Linked DNA regions of Sus scrofa: region 1 is linked to region 2. A link is a contact called in public Hi-C data. All regions are on one chromosome and are shown on one strand. The core of a region is the stretch at or near the end of the contact, and the rest is flanking DNA. Distances in the headings are between cores, read along the strand shown. Region 1 overlaps ATP8B1 (phospholipid-transporting ATPase IC). Region 2 holds the start of ATP8B1 (phospholipid-transporting ATPase IC).

Region 1 (2,859 bases), core at 2-2,501, 110 kb before region 2:
AAACCCTATATTTTCAGCAGTTTCTACAACAGACAAAAATTAAGTCAAATGTCATTCTTACTGATGAATTTAATAATGGACTAGAGTAACGATGATTTTCTCAATGGATGAAATGACACAGATTCAATCAAAGATGCTGTTTTGCTGTAGCAGTGGATGGAAATCACATAATGCAACAATTTTTCCCCCATAAATCAGTGAATAGATGAATAAATAAGTGTAAGTCAAAGCCTGGTTGAGATGTTTTCAATAATAAAAGTGCTATAATATCAAATACACAAATTGGTTATTTAATAAATCAACGTTCATTGAAATACCGAACACATTTAGTTCATGGGGTTTAATAATTCTGTTATGGGGGGGAGAACAAGGATTACCATATCCGTAAGCCCTTACATGAGGCACCTATCAGAGTTTTTTCCTCTGTTTCCCACCACCAACACCACCACAAACAACAACAACAACATTGTTATTTGTTTAGGGTCAGACTTAATCCCTTAGCTTATCAGAGTGTGTAACCCATCAACGATGTCAAGCAGAGTAAGAGAAATGATCTAGATTCTTAGGAGAGGCCTGTGGAGTAAAGAATCAGTGCGAACAACTTGTTGAGGTCTAAATTTAAAAAAATCTTCCCTTGGATATAATATTTTAATTATAATTTTCAAGCAATAAAAGGGCCAAAGAAAACAAAAGTTGTTGTTTAGCGTTTTGTCCTGTTCCACTCTCTGCCCAACAGATGTCAAAGCACTGGGGAGGACAGGAGGGACCAGAGTGGTGGCCCTTTCAGGATAGGACCCCATGTCTGGCTGGAGCGATAAGACAAAACACAATCAGCGAGCCACAACCAGGAGTTCAATTATAAGTAACACACTCTGCTACTGAGGGAGTTTCAGGAAGGATGCGGTCAGTGAGGGCTGGAATAACAGAAGGGACTCCTTAGGGAAAGCATCTCCGCCCCTAAGAAATGGACAGTGTTTGTTCAGGATGAAAGTCTACGAAGGTCACCTTGAGCAAGGGAAACAGGAGCTATAAATAATTGTGCATTAACAAATACACTTCCCTGCCAACCGCATTACCCTTTTTGTCTCCGGTAAGCACCCAGATCTTAATGTCAGCTTTTGCAAGTTTTGAAATGGTTTCTGGGACGCCATCCTGTAGCTTGTCTTCAATAGCTGTAGCTCCCAATAGCTGGATTGTACATTAAGAGAGAGGAATTAGCACATAAGCAAAAACACGTTCTGTAACAGCTGCCAACCTGTTGAAAGAAGGGCTACTTTTAAACCCCAGTAGGTGCTCTACTGGGGACAATGGCATTTTCAGGGAAGGTAGCTGTGTTTCACACCAAAAACCAAACAGCCAAACACTTTTTTCTTCATTTGCCAAGACAAAAAATCTAAGTACAAATCAAGAACATTAAAAATATACTTTCATTGTGTGTATACTACTCTATACAAACGCAAACCAAGTTCTCCTGGTAAAGGTCAATACTGGCTATCTGTTGAACATTTCTCTTTAAACTCCACAGGCAATACATGTTAAACTTTGAAAAATCTCTTTACCAATGGTATATTTTTCTTATTTCAAGATTTTAGGAAATGTAAATCATTTCAGTAATTCTCACAATGTAGTGAGTATGTGGTGGTTTATTAATGTGTAAAAATTACAATAAGTGATATGAAAATAACAGAATCACAATCTCCTAATATTTTCTGTCTTTGGTTTCTCATAATGGCAACTTCTATTTTGCTTGCCGAACAAAAGAAATTCAGCTGACCTGTACCAATTTCAAATATGGAAGTAAGAATTATCTTTCAAGCACAAGATCAAAAATGTAATAAAACTTGGAGTTTTCTTGTGGTGCAGCGGGCTAAGGATCTGGCATTCTCACACAACAGCTTGGGTTGCTGCTGAGGCCCGGGTTCAGCCCCGGCCAAGGAACTTCCATGGACTGCAGGTGTAGCCAAAAAAAAGGTAATAAAAATAAAATCTCCAATTCTGTTTGGAATATCAAGGAAACTGTTATGAAGGTTAAAACTCACAATTAAGTCTTTTTCAATCTCCTCATATACTTTGTCCAGAGCTTCATCCCGGTTGCTTGAGGCTATACTGGCAGCCATAAACTTTTTATTCCATTCTTCAAATTCTTTTTCTTCAATTTCTTTATAGCAAAGGCACAGGGTTCTAAGAGTCTCACTTGCAAAGATCTGTTTTATTTAAAAGACAATCCATCCACCCAAAGAACAGTTAATGTAATTCAAGATTTATGAAATCTTACTTTGAAGTAGTTCAATAAGAGAATTTACAAAGAAATAGTGGGAGATGGATTCTGTACACATACATTCCATACAAGAGATTAAACAAATACTTTGTTTATCTAAATATTCTCAAGACTCTAGGGCTATATTTATAGTTCCCAGATTATTAACGGGAAAAGAAAACCTTCCCTCTAAATCAAGTCATGAAAATGAAACACAAACAAACAAAACCCTTTTTCCCTTGATGACTAAAAAAATAACAGACCAAGGAAGCTACCCTGGGGTATAATGATGTTGTAAACCAGACATGACAACCTTATAATTTGTTCCCACAAACTGTTACAAGTCCAATCAACTATGACCTCGCAACCAAGGATTATTCCCTTGAACCGATTCGGAACTCCATGAGCCACTGCTAAAGCTGGGATAAAACATTTTGATGAAAAAAGAGTCTCTGGAGAATGTAATCATGGTGAACAAATTGAAGCCATTTAAATACAAACCAGTAAAAATGTTATGTTACTTCACAGCCACAGCTGGTCTAACCAAAATGACAGAACTGACTGCTCAACTGAGGGTGAGTGAACTGCTTTCAAAGATTCTT
Region 2 (3,177 bases), core at 420-2,919:
GGAGGGGAAATTGGCGGCGTCCGGAGCTACCCAAGAAGGACTTGGAGCGCGCTGGGGACTGCGCGGGCAGGCCAAAGGGCTTGGGTGGGGTGGAGGGGGGACTCATTGGGAGGAAATGGAGCCCAGGTTGCCCTTCTTGTGCCGGTCAAACCCCCTACCCCGTTCTGCATCCTCCCCTGCACCCGAGTCCACCACAGCTGTCACGTATCTACGTTCCAGTCCTCCCCCCTCCCCAAGAAGACTAGGGGCGCACACTCCCTCGGAGAAGTTGGACAAACACAAGCTCTCCTCTCACTTGAAAGGAGTGAGGAAGTGGGGGTGTTAAAGCACTCTCTATTCTCTGCATCACCCCTCCCCCAACAAGTTGCCACTCCGCACGCACACAGCGAGGGGACAGCGCCGGGCACCAAACTAGGGAGGGAAGGAGGTGGCCTGTTGGGAATGCCACGGGAGTTGGCAGATAGGACCTTACAGTCACAGGGGAAAACATCCTTCCCCATCACCGCCCAACGGGCATTAAGGTCGACGGAAGACGTCTAGAAGGTGCCTGATCCCGCAGCAGGCGCGATGGAGAAGATCCCACCCTCCATCCCTCCCCGAAGGGACGGCGGGTACCTTCGGCCCTAAGGTCTTTTTCCAACGCGTTTATATAAGTTCCCAAGGGGGCCCCAGCAGAATCTTGCCAAGAGGGTCTTCCAGAGGGACCCAGACATTGCAGGGAAGCCAGCGGCCCTCCTCAAGGACCCACAAGCCCTGCCAGGTTTGATACTCAGTCTTGAAGCCGGGACGTGTGGATAGCAAAGGAGCGAAGAATTCAGACACCTCCCGCGATTCCCCTCTTCTCCCCGAAGGTGAAACCCCCCTGGCCTTCGTCAGTGCTGCCTGCCCCACCAGCTGTGTCTTCACGTCCCCGAGACCGCAAAAGCCCCGGCATCGCCACCCAAATTCCATCCATGTGGGCTCAGAAGCTCGAGGGTGCGGACAGCTGCTGCCACTGCATCCCGGATCCCTGGAGTCCGCCGCCCCGGGGCCGCCAGGGGACCTGAGGGTCCGGCGGGTGGGGCAGATTAGGGGCCCTGGCGCGGCGCTCCTTCTTACCTGGCGCTCGATGGGCCCCGGCTGGGGCATCCGCCGGGTGCACGCCTCTCCGCGCGCTCGCTGCGCACCTGCCCACCGCTGCCGCCGCCGCGGTCCGCCGGGCCCCAGCGCTGGCAGCCGCGCTAGCTCTTCATGGCGCGCGGGGGCTGGCCCGTGGCCCCGGGAAGCGTGTCCAGTTGGCGGCGGCTCCTCCGGCTCTCGCAGCTCCCAATGGCTCCTCGCCTTACCCCGCCCCGCGTCCGCGCCCCCTTCCTCTGCGGCCTTCCTTTTCCCTCCGCTCCAAGGGACTGGCCAAACTGGTTTCTCCGCTCCCGGGTGGTGCCTCCTGTCTCCTTCTGGCTGCCGCGGCCGCCGCGCGGGGCTGGGGCTGGGGCTGGGGCGGGGGGCGGGCCCGGCCTTCTGCCCTCCCTCTATCCCTCCCGGGGGCGGAGAGGAGCTGGACGGCGAGCCCCGGAGCGAGCAGACACCGCCCAGGTCGAGCCCCGCGCCCTCGGTACGCCCCGGCGGCAGATGGAGACCCCGGCTGAAGCCCGAGCGCTCTCCTCTCCTCGTCTGGCCCGCTCTCAACTCCCCCGACGCTCCCGCCTCCTTGGGGACGCGATTGCCACCCCGCCCCGCCAGCCTCGCGTCACTTTCCCACCGCCCTCGGTCAGGCTGGCCGCCGCTTAGCCCGGTGATCGCGTCAGCCCGGAAAGCTGGCGAGGCCGCCGTTCGCCTGGGACCTGAGCTCCCTCGGTAAGGGGAGCTATACCCTCTCCACGCCAAGTCACGTTCCCGGGCTGGTCACCGATGCGGGTCGCACTTCGCCGCTCTGAGAGTAGAGGAAGAGAGGGCGCTGCTGAAAGATTTCGAGAAACTTGTAATTGCAGCAAGCTGACTTTCTACTGAAACCAAACTCTCTCACCTTTATGGGTTTGGAGTCAAAAGGACTCAGGGTGCAGCGGACGAATGGCACGATGCATTTGAAAATTTTGGACTCACTTGCATGGTTGCTACCTGGTGTCTGGGCGCTTGAATTGCCCCCCACCCCATTACACCAGAAACTTTGTTCCGCAGAATTTCACTGCGCACCTGCTCTGTACAAGTCTTTGGGATAAGAATGGAGGAAAGTCAAAGATAAATTATAGTTTACTTAAAATGTATAGGGGAGATAGGACTCATAGACAAATAACTAGTTGTGGTAGATCAGAAAGCCCCAGATCTTCGGTCTAAGAGTTCAGACTTCCAACTGGGGCTTAAGGAACTTCATTGAAGAAGCCATGCTTGGGGTGGAATTCAAAGACCCAGGGATTTAGGGATCAGTGTTGCATGGAGAGGGTATTCAAAGAGTGGTCTACTAATTTGATTTTAAGTGTATGAAAGACTCAACTGATACTGTTAAACTCTAGACTGCTCTGAGTTTCTTTTTCAGTAGTTACATTTAATCTTTGACTAGGTGGTGCTGGTCAGTCATTTAATTTCTCTGGGTCTCAGTTTCCTCATCCATAAAATAAGTCTGGATCTCACATGGTTTCTTCCAGTGCTTCGTTTTTGAACCCAACAGCAGAGTAAAGCTCTAAAAGCCAGATAACACAAGGGTAGACCAGATGACTGGCATTACAGTGGTAAAACAAGACTAGGGAGGGAACTGGGGCCTGGAAGCAGGCATCAACTAGATGCAGACTAAAGATTTGGTTGAGGGGGGGTTGCCATCAACAAAACAAAAAGACAACCCACTGAACAGAAGAAAATATTAACAAATGATATAACCAAAAAGAGTTAATATCCAAAATATATAATCAGCTCATACAACTTAATATCAAAAAAGCAAACAACCCAATTTAAAAATGTATAGGACAGTTCCCGTTGTGGCGCAGTGGTTAACAAATCTGACTAGGAACCATGAGGTTGCGGGTTCGATCCCTGCCCTTGTTCAGTGGGTTAACGATCCGGTGTTGCCGTGAGCTGTGGTGTAGGTTGCATACTCGGCTCGGATCCCGCTTTGCTGTGGCTCTGGCGTAGGCCAGTGGCTACAGCTTCGATTCGACCCCTAGCCTAGTAACTTCTATATGCCGTGGCAGCGGCCCAAGAAATGGCAAA

The links. Hi-C and Micro-C count contacts between places; a contact is called where the count stands out from the background.
Region 1: a Hi-C map of fetal heart ventricle shows a contact between it and region 2, with 2.7 times the contacts expected there. The contact joins the enhancer-like site here to the promoter of ATP8B1 in region 2. A contact is called at or near these places in 1 of 5 promoter capture datasets (liver), 5 of 47 Hi-C or Micro-C datasets (embryonic fibroblasts, fetal heart ventricle and liver) and 1 of 2 datasets of contacts at active chromatin or transcription factors (skeletal muscle).

Annotation. Positions count from the first base shown.
Region 1 is chr1:163,043,428-163,046,286 of Sscrofa11.1, reverse strand. ATP8B1 (phospholipid-transporting ATPase IC) reads right to left here. Exons shown (of 28, transcript XM_021100031.1): 18 at 2,040-2,204; 19 at 1,077-1,188; 20 at 1-23. Among named protein-coding and RNA genes, the nearest start is that of SLC51B, 36 kb to the left of the region's middle. Within about 2 kb of position 1,251, at least 1 of the 83 cell types and tissues checked has an H3K27ac peak or open chromatin away from gene starts, as enhancers often do.
Region 2 is chr1:162,934,701-162,937,877 of Sscrofa11.1, reverse strand. ATP8B1 (phospholipid-transporting ATPase IC) reads right to left here and starts at 1,669. Exons shown (of 28, transcript XM_021100031.1): 1 at 1,099-1,669.